Linked DNA regions of Zea mays: region 1 is linked to region 2. The links are chromatin contacts, called in public Hi-C maps. All regions are on one chromosome and are shown on one strand. Each heading gives the region's core, a stretch centred on a gene start, on an enhancer-like site or on the middle of the called end of the contact. The rest is flanking DNA. Distances are from core to core; before and after follow the strand shown.

Region 1 (3,806 bases), core at 109-2,608, 140 kb before region 2:
TTCATTTTTGAACTAGAAAAAGTCATATATAAAAAAACGGAGTGAGTACTAATTAGAAACAGAGTGTTCTCCAGTCCCTGTGCATGGAGAAGAACTTTGTTTGCTGAACAAGAAAAAGATAACAACATTAATACCAGAGAGAAAGTTGACCCTATGAGTTTGCTATTAAACTGGTAGATTGCAGGATTGCACTCACAAGCGAAGGGCCTCCTAGCGTAATGGTTAAGGCTTCCGAGTAGCACCTCCAGCTCTCGGGTTCGATCCCCCCTCGGAGACGAATTTCGGGCTTGGTTAAAAAAAATCCCCTCGTTGTGCCCCACCCGCTCTCGGGGATCGATATCTTGCGCGTCACCATCCGGTTGGGCCGTTGCAGAGTGGGCAATTGATTGGCCCGTTAGTGATGGGGCCATAGTAAGGGGGTATTCTCGGCCGAGGCTATGTTTCGGTCTCTTCTTAATATAATATTGGGAGGGCGGTCTTTCCCTCCCCGTCCGAGTATTGCACTCACAACATCGAGATTCAGCATTAAAGGTATTTTTGTTTCCTAGTGTTCCACAAAATCCTAGCTTCCCGAAAAAATCTATCTAACAAATTAACTAGGATAAAGGCCATATAGAATTTCACGGAATCATTCATGACTGAACCTCCTATTTCAAGCAAGGCAACAACTGGCTAGCGAACATTCAAATCTATCTCCTGCAAACTAGTTCCCATCCAAACGGACATCAAGTTAGACAGGGTTTCCTTTGCTTAGAGCCCCACCTACCTAAAATGCCTGCTCATTATAAGCTAGAATTCACCGGAGAAACTCCTCAATTTCATACATCCTAGCCTATAATCAGACCCCCCAACAGCACCAACACCTTGCAGATCCACATCGATAGCACGGGAGATCACGAGCGACATCAAATGGGGCGGCAAGGCGCGGCGGGGTACCTTGATGGATTCGTGGAGTGCAATGACGTTATCGTGTCTGATGCGACGGAGGATGTCGACCTCGGAGAGGAGGCTCTCGCGGAGCTTGTTGCTGAGACGCTCCATGGCGATCTCCTTCACCGCCACCTCCGTGCCCCGCGCCCGGTGCCTCCCCAGCCACACCTGCGAGTACGCCCCCGACCCGATCGGTCGCAGCAGCTCGTACTCCCCCACCCGCCGCCCGGCCCCGCCTCCGCCGCCGCGGCCGCTGGCGCCGTCCCCCATCGCTCTCGTGTCCAGTAACTCGCCTAGTGCGCCGCCGTCGCAGCTCTCGCCGGAAGGCGGCGCCACGCAGGAGATGCCGCCGTGGGGAGAAACAACGGCGCCGTATACTGCGCGTTACAGAAAAGAGAAGGCGAGAGAAGGAAACCGGGTCAGGCCGTCGTGTTCACCCCGCGGCGGGGCCGGCCATGTGGTTATCCCTATCCGCTCCTTTTATAAGATTCCAACGTCTTTCATAAGATTCTCCTCGTTGGAATATGATATATATATCAATTTGTTTTGAGCACAAGAGCAATATATAGAGTCGCATCATATTATGTCGTTTTTATGATGTGAACAGGGAAAGCATATTTAGCACAGCATACCACTTGTTGAGCTCTAAAAAGAGCCGTGCGGACGGTCCGGTCTCGAGGCCGGACGGTCCGCAGTCCGGACTGTCCGCGGTGGTGGCGCGGACGGTCCGCGCGCGCGCAGAGTCAGTTAGGGTTCCTAGTTTCTCGCGGGATTTGTTACCTAAAACCGCGGGATTAACTCGGGAAACAGTTGGAAACGGATCCAGACCTCCCTCTTTATATAGATGAAGGGCTACGGCCGATTGAACCCCCAACAATCGAACCAATACAACTTCTATCTCGCATTTATTTTCAGCACAATTAGGAGTAGTTCTAGTCTAGTTCTAGTTTAGCCCTAGTTTAGTATTCCAATCCCCAAATTCTCTGTCTCTCATCGACTCTACGTCGATTAGAGGAGTCTAGGTCGGCCGGCCCGAGCCTAGACAACTCCTAGGATCTCTCCTCCCCGACGGGGTCCCTCCCGGGAGCGAGATCCAGGCGCCGCCGGCGATCTTCCGCAGCCCCTGCGCACGCGCGGACCGTCCGGCCTCAGGGCGCGGACCGTCCGGACGTCAGGCAGGGAACCCGGGCTCCTGCACCAGGTCGCGGACCGTCCGGCCCTGTGCCGCGGACCGTCCGCGCCTGACCAGAGAGCACCGCCGCCTCGCGCCAGGTCGCGGACCGTCCGGCCCTGTGCCGCGGACCGTCCGCGCCTGACCAGAGAGCACTGCCGCTAGTTCTCTTGAGTAATTGGCGCCTCCAAAAAGGTGTCAACATACTTTTGGCGACTCCGCTGGGGATTAGGTGTCTAGACCTGCTAAAAATCGGCCCATAGATGGCCGGTTCTAAGGATCACACCAAGATCTCCACCACCAACATCATCAAGCCGGCCATGGAGGCGCTCCCGGCTGATGACCAAATGCCCTTTGAAGACCTCGTAATGCGCGATGAGAAGGAGGTGATGCGGCAATGGAACGAACAACGCGACAAGGAAGAGGCGGAACTGCTGCATAAACTCTCCGAACGACGCAAGGAGGCGGCGGACAAGTACTTGTCACACTTCACGGTAGATCGCCACCAGAAGATCATCCGTCAAGGGGAGATCGATATGGAATCTCTCCTACCTCCACTTCATGGTCCCACTGTAAGTACTCCAGATCTATCTCTTACGACTTTCATGGATCAACAAGGAGATCAGTTAAAGCAATATGTAGATGAATCTATTAAAATGCATTTACGTGCATACGAGAAATCAGTTGCTCCTAACTTTCCATCGCGAGAGTCTAATACAGTGCCACCCGCGTCAAACACATCGGCTATAAATGGGTCACCCTTGACCCAGCCATCATATGGTATGCCGATGCACGCTTTCGTGCCACCATCACAGCCACAACCACTAGGCACGCGGCAAGTACTGGACACGGCCGGACCGTCCGAACATCATCTCAGACAGTCCAGGTATACCGCGGACCGTCCGGCGTATTTCGCCGGACCGTCCGACCAGATGCAGGCCCGCACACAAAACACTCAGGTCGCACCGTACATGGCCGGACCATCAGGATACAACCCTGAACACTTCGGCCCCATCACGGACCGTCTGGTGCATCACGCCGGACCGTCCGGATATGTTGCGGACCGTCCGCCATCTTACGCCGGACCGTCCGGATATGGCATGAACCGGCCGACGTATTACGCTGGACCATCCGACTCTACACGAGTCCATGCGCAGACTGCCCAAGTCACGCCATATATGGCCGATCCATCCGGGTACAGCCCTGGACCATTCGGCCCGATCGCGGACCGTCCAGTTCTTTACGACAGACGGTCTGGGTACGAGACTACCCACGTAGCACCATATACGGCTGGACAATCTGGATATACCTTCAGACCATTTGGCTAGGTCGCGGACCATTCGGCCTCTTACGCCGGACCGTCCGGATATGCATACGCAGAGCCGAGAGCTGCGCAATACGCACAGTTCCCACATTCATCGCAGCAACATTATGGTGCCCCACCAGCAACACATTATAATCATGTCATACCACCTCATGGACATAGGGCTGAATACTATTCGGCCACAAGAGAGCCTGAGGGGTATAGGGCAGGAGCTGGTGACATTAATAGGACACCTAACACACACCTCAAACATACTTGGGAGGAAAGCCGACAGAGTAATGTCAGGCAACCTGAAATCTCCACCCACAAACTCAATGGATGGTCGCCAGACATGGCAGAGAGGGTCAGAGACGAGGTAGCCGGGATGTTCAGGGACAAACT
Region 2 (3,927 bases), core at 792-3,291:
ATATCTAAAAAGTATTATTTATTTTGAGACGAAGGAAGTTGTTCATCAAACTAACAGTACAGAAGACGACACGGTCAAAAAAAATCTGAAATTGCAGGGCAAAGTTGATTATGTTAGGGTTAGTTTGAGAACCACATTTTTATAAGGGATTTCTATTTTTCCAAAAAAATAGTTTATTTTTACTTGAGAAAATAGAAATGACATGGGAAAATGTAGTTTTCAAACTTGCTAATGTTAATTGTTCGCCGATACTTTTATCCGCCTTTTTCGTTGCCAGAATAGATATACTAGACGCACACACTCGCTCCATAGAACTTGGATAATAGTATATTAGGCCATGGCCAGTAGTAGATTATGCATATAATCGTGTATATTGCATTATAAACAGAGTAAAATATAATATAAAATAAAATATAAAAATGAGTAAGCTGTTACCCGGTAGGACAGAGTGTCGTCGATGTCGGCTCGATGGACAAGAGATATGCGTGTCCTCTATCTTTGTTGTCTCCGTTGCTTTTCGCGTATATACGCTACTAGTATTTGCTAGCTGTTTTCTATACTTACTGAAGACTGAAGAGTGAACAATGTAGCACGGAATGGTTCAATTTCTTCTCATGATACGGCGTAACGCTAGCCTATACGTTTCCCTGTGCATACACATACGTTGCGAAAGATTTTCTTCATAATTTCTAAACATGAGGGTTAGTTTAAACGCGACAAAACCAGAGAAATTTGAAGGGACTAAAATTATGTTCCCATCTAATCCCCTCGATTTTATAACTTCTAAACTAGCCCTGAGCGTAGCCCTACCCATCCAACACTGGCACATGCCGATGGAATAGTTGGATTTTGTTGTGGCCAGGGTGTTTGATCTAAAAGACTCTGAAGCTAGTTCTTTTCTGTGTTGTGCACTTTATACTGTAGACTATGTGAAATTTGAAATAAAAGATGCATGAAGCCATCATTTCTGTACTGTGCACAGTGCACCTCACGCATGCCCACCTGGATGCTCACACTGTGTTTGGTAGTTAGGTCATGCTTGTTTCGAATTATAATCTATTTAAATTATATAGTTTAACGTAAATAATTCAACGAATAAATAAACACCTAAATTACTTATGACTCATAATCTGTTTAAGAGTAGCTTATTTAAGATTATTTTTAGAAAAGATTTACCATTCATGATTATGTTTATAAAATTACAATGTCTGTCAATTTTCATTTTCCCCCCAAATCACACGCACATGAGGTATTGTTGCTTTTGTCTTTGTGTTCAAAGACCAATAATTTTATTTATATAATCTGAGCATCCAAATAGTTATATACATATTATAATCTAGATTATATAATTTATAAATTGAAACAAACATGCGATTAATTCAATAAAGGCATCAAAACAGCACCAGAAAAGAAAAAAAAAGAAAAAAGAAAAATGCTCATAAAGTGAAGCGTCCAAACCCCAACTGCCCAACAGGGCTTCCTTTCGCAACTCGCGAGTCGCGAGTAGCACGCCATCACGGCCTGACGGGCCGCCGTGCGAGGTAGCCACGCCACGCCGCCGCGCCCACTGCCCAGCGCAGCTAAACCCTCAATAGAAAACTCGAAAACTGACCCAACCGGCCAACCCTGACCCAAGGAGGCGAGGAAGACGCACCTCCTCCGCCCCTCCTCGCCCTCCGCCCTCGCTCCCCCACGCCGACGCCGACACCTATCCTCACCGTATCCGCGGTCGCAAATGGCGCTAACCTCCCAAGGCATCACCCTCCGTTCCCCGCCAGCGGGGCCCCGCGGCCACGGCGGGAGGCGGTCCTCTTCCGTGCCCACCGCCGCGACCCCGCGCGTCTTGGGGCAGCCCCACGCGGGGCAAGCCTTATCCATCTCGCCCGTCAGGTATGAACCCGCCGCTCGCCCACCACGGGGAGGCTCCGCCGCCGCCGCCATACGTGCCGCCGCCTCGGCCGGCGCGCAGCCCGGCAGCGACCCGGTCTCTGCTGAGCCCAGAATCGAGCTCCCCACGATATTTTCCGTCTTCTCCGAGACCGCTAAGACCGGCGCTGCCTTCTTCATTGCCTCGTCGGGCGCGGCCTTCCTCCTCGGCTCGTTTGGGGGGTTCGGCGGCGGTGCTGGGGGTCTCTTCGGCGGCGGCGGTGGTGGAGGGGGTGGATGGGGCGCGGGGGGTGGTGGTGCCGGTGGCGGAGGGGGTGGAGACTTCTGGTACCGGCTCATCTCTTCCGGCGCGGCGCACGCGGACGACAAGTCATCGGGGGATTGGGACGCGCACGGGCTCCCCGTCAACATGACGGTGCCGCTCACGAAGCTGAGCGGGCTGAAGAGGTATAAGCTGTCTGAGCTCAAGTTCTTTGATCGGGCAGCTGCCAGCGGTGGCGCCTATACGGGGCCAGAGGATTCCTTCTTCGAAATGGTGACACTGCAGCCTGGTGGCGTGTACACCAAGTCGCAGCTGTTGAAGGAGCTCGAGACACTCGTCTCCTGTGGCATGTTTGAGCGGGTTGATCTGGAGGTGAAGCCCAAGCCAGATAACACAATTGGGCTCACAGTCTCCTTTGTGGAGAGTGTGTGGAGTTCTGCAAAGCAGTTCAAGTGCATCAATGTGGGGCTTATGTCACAGTCAGGGCAGGTTGACTTCGACCAGGACATGACAGAGAGGGAGAAAATGGATTACCTCCGTAAGCAGGAACGTGATTACCAGCAGCGTGTACGAGGTGCCAATCCCTGCATCTTGCCAGAAAATGTACGTGGAGAGGTGCTGGGAATGATGAAGAAGCAGGAGAAAGTGAGTGCCAGGATGCTGCAGAAGATCAGAGATCATGTCCAGAAATGGTACCACAATGAGGGTTTCGTATGCGCACAGGTGGTTAACTTTGGAAACCTTAACACCAATGAGGTTGTGTGTGAGGTGGTCGAGGGTGACATCACCAAGGTGGAGTACCAGTTCCAGGATAAGCTTGGAAATATTGTTGAAGGAAATACCCAGCTTGCGATCATAGACCGAGAGCTGCCGCAGCAGGTATACCAATTACAACCACTCGCTGAACATGTTACATTGATTGGCATATGGTAACACTTTATGAGCTGTGCACTTGGATATGTGGATTAATGATTAAAATATCCTGTAGCATGCAATCATAATTTTTTTCCTCGAACGCGCAGGAGAGGCATGCATTCATACTTGCACTCGGTGTTAGCTATTGCATGTGATTCTTCTGGTCTTGTGCTCTCAATGATGTTGTTTGACGTGCAACATAAATACTTGCTCTCCATCTATTTTACTAAATAGTCGTTGTCCTGACATGAATTTTCTCCTAGCATGCCTGTGACTTCTAATCTGTGACTCTACTAATCTTTTACAGCTTCGACCTGGCCACATCTTTAACATTGGAGCAGGGAAACAGGCTCTGAAGAATATAAATTCACTTGCTTTGTTTTCCAACATAGAAGTTAATCCACGTCCTGATGAGACAAAGGAAGGGGGCATAGTAGTTGAAATTAAGCTTAAGGAACTGGAACCCAAGTCAGCTGAAGTAAGCACAGAATGGAGTATTGTACCTGGGCGTGAAGGCCGACCAACTTTGGTAATGTACCTATTTATTTGGAATCATCTGTTCCTTCTAGAACCTCTCTATATAAGGAAGTGTGTATGTAGGATTTTACCACACCTAGGGCTGTATTCATGTGCCTCAGACTAGATTGTAGAAATTTTTGAACTTATCTTCATGTTTGATGACATTTCTATAGGTGTTTTTGTGCTGCACCTAGCGCCATAGGTGCAGCTCCTCCCCTGTATATAATTGCTAGGCTACACTATTTCTGTAAACTACATCTCGTTTGTTATCTGTCATGAATCTCAGAGCTTATGGCTATTTTCTTTTAGGCATCCATACAACCCGGAGGAACTGTGTCATTTGA

Evidence for each region. Hi-C and Micro-C count contacts between places; a contact is called where the count stands out from the background.
Region 1: a Hi-C map of ear shows a contact between it and region 2, with 2.7 times the contacts expected there. The contact joins the promoter of LOC100382597 here to the promoter of LOC100501833 in region 2. A contact is called at or near these places in 3 of 25 Hi-C or Micro-C datasets (ear, endosperm and tassel).

The regions. Positions count from the first base shown.
Region 1 is chr9:146,231,578-146,235,383 of Zm-B73-REFERENCE-NAM-5.0, reverse strand. It overlaps LOC100382597, which reads right to left and starts at 1,358. Exons shown (of 13, transcript NM_001361669.2): 1 at 937-1,358. The coding sequence starts at 1,200.
Region 2 is chr9:146,091,372-146,095,298 of Zm-B73-REFERENCE-NAM-5.0, reverse strand. It overlaps LOC100501833 (Protein TOC75-3 chloroplastic), which reads left to right and starts at 2,041. Exons shown (of 7, transcript NM_001196484.1): 1 at 2,041-3,028; 2 at 3,372-3,593; 3 at 3,893-3,927. The coding sequence starts at 2,297.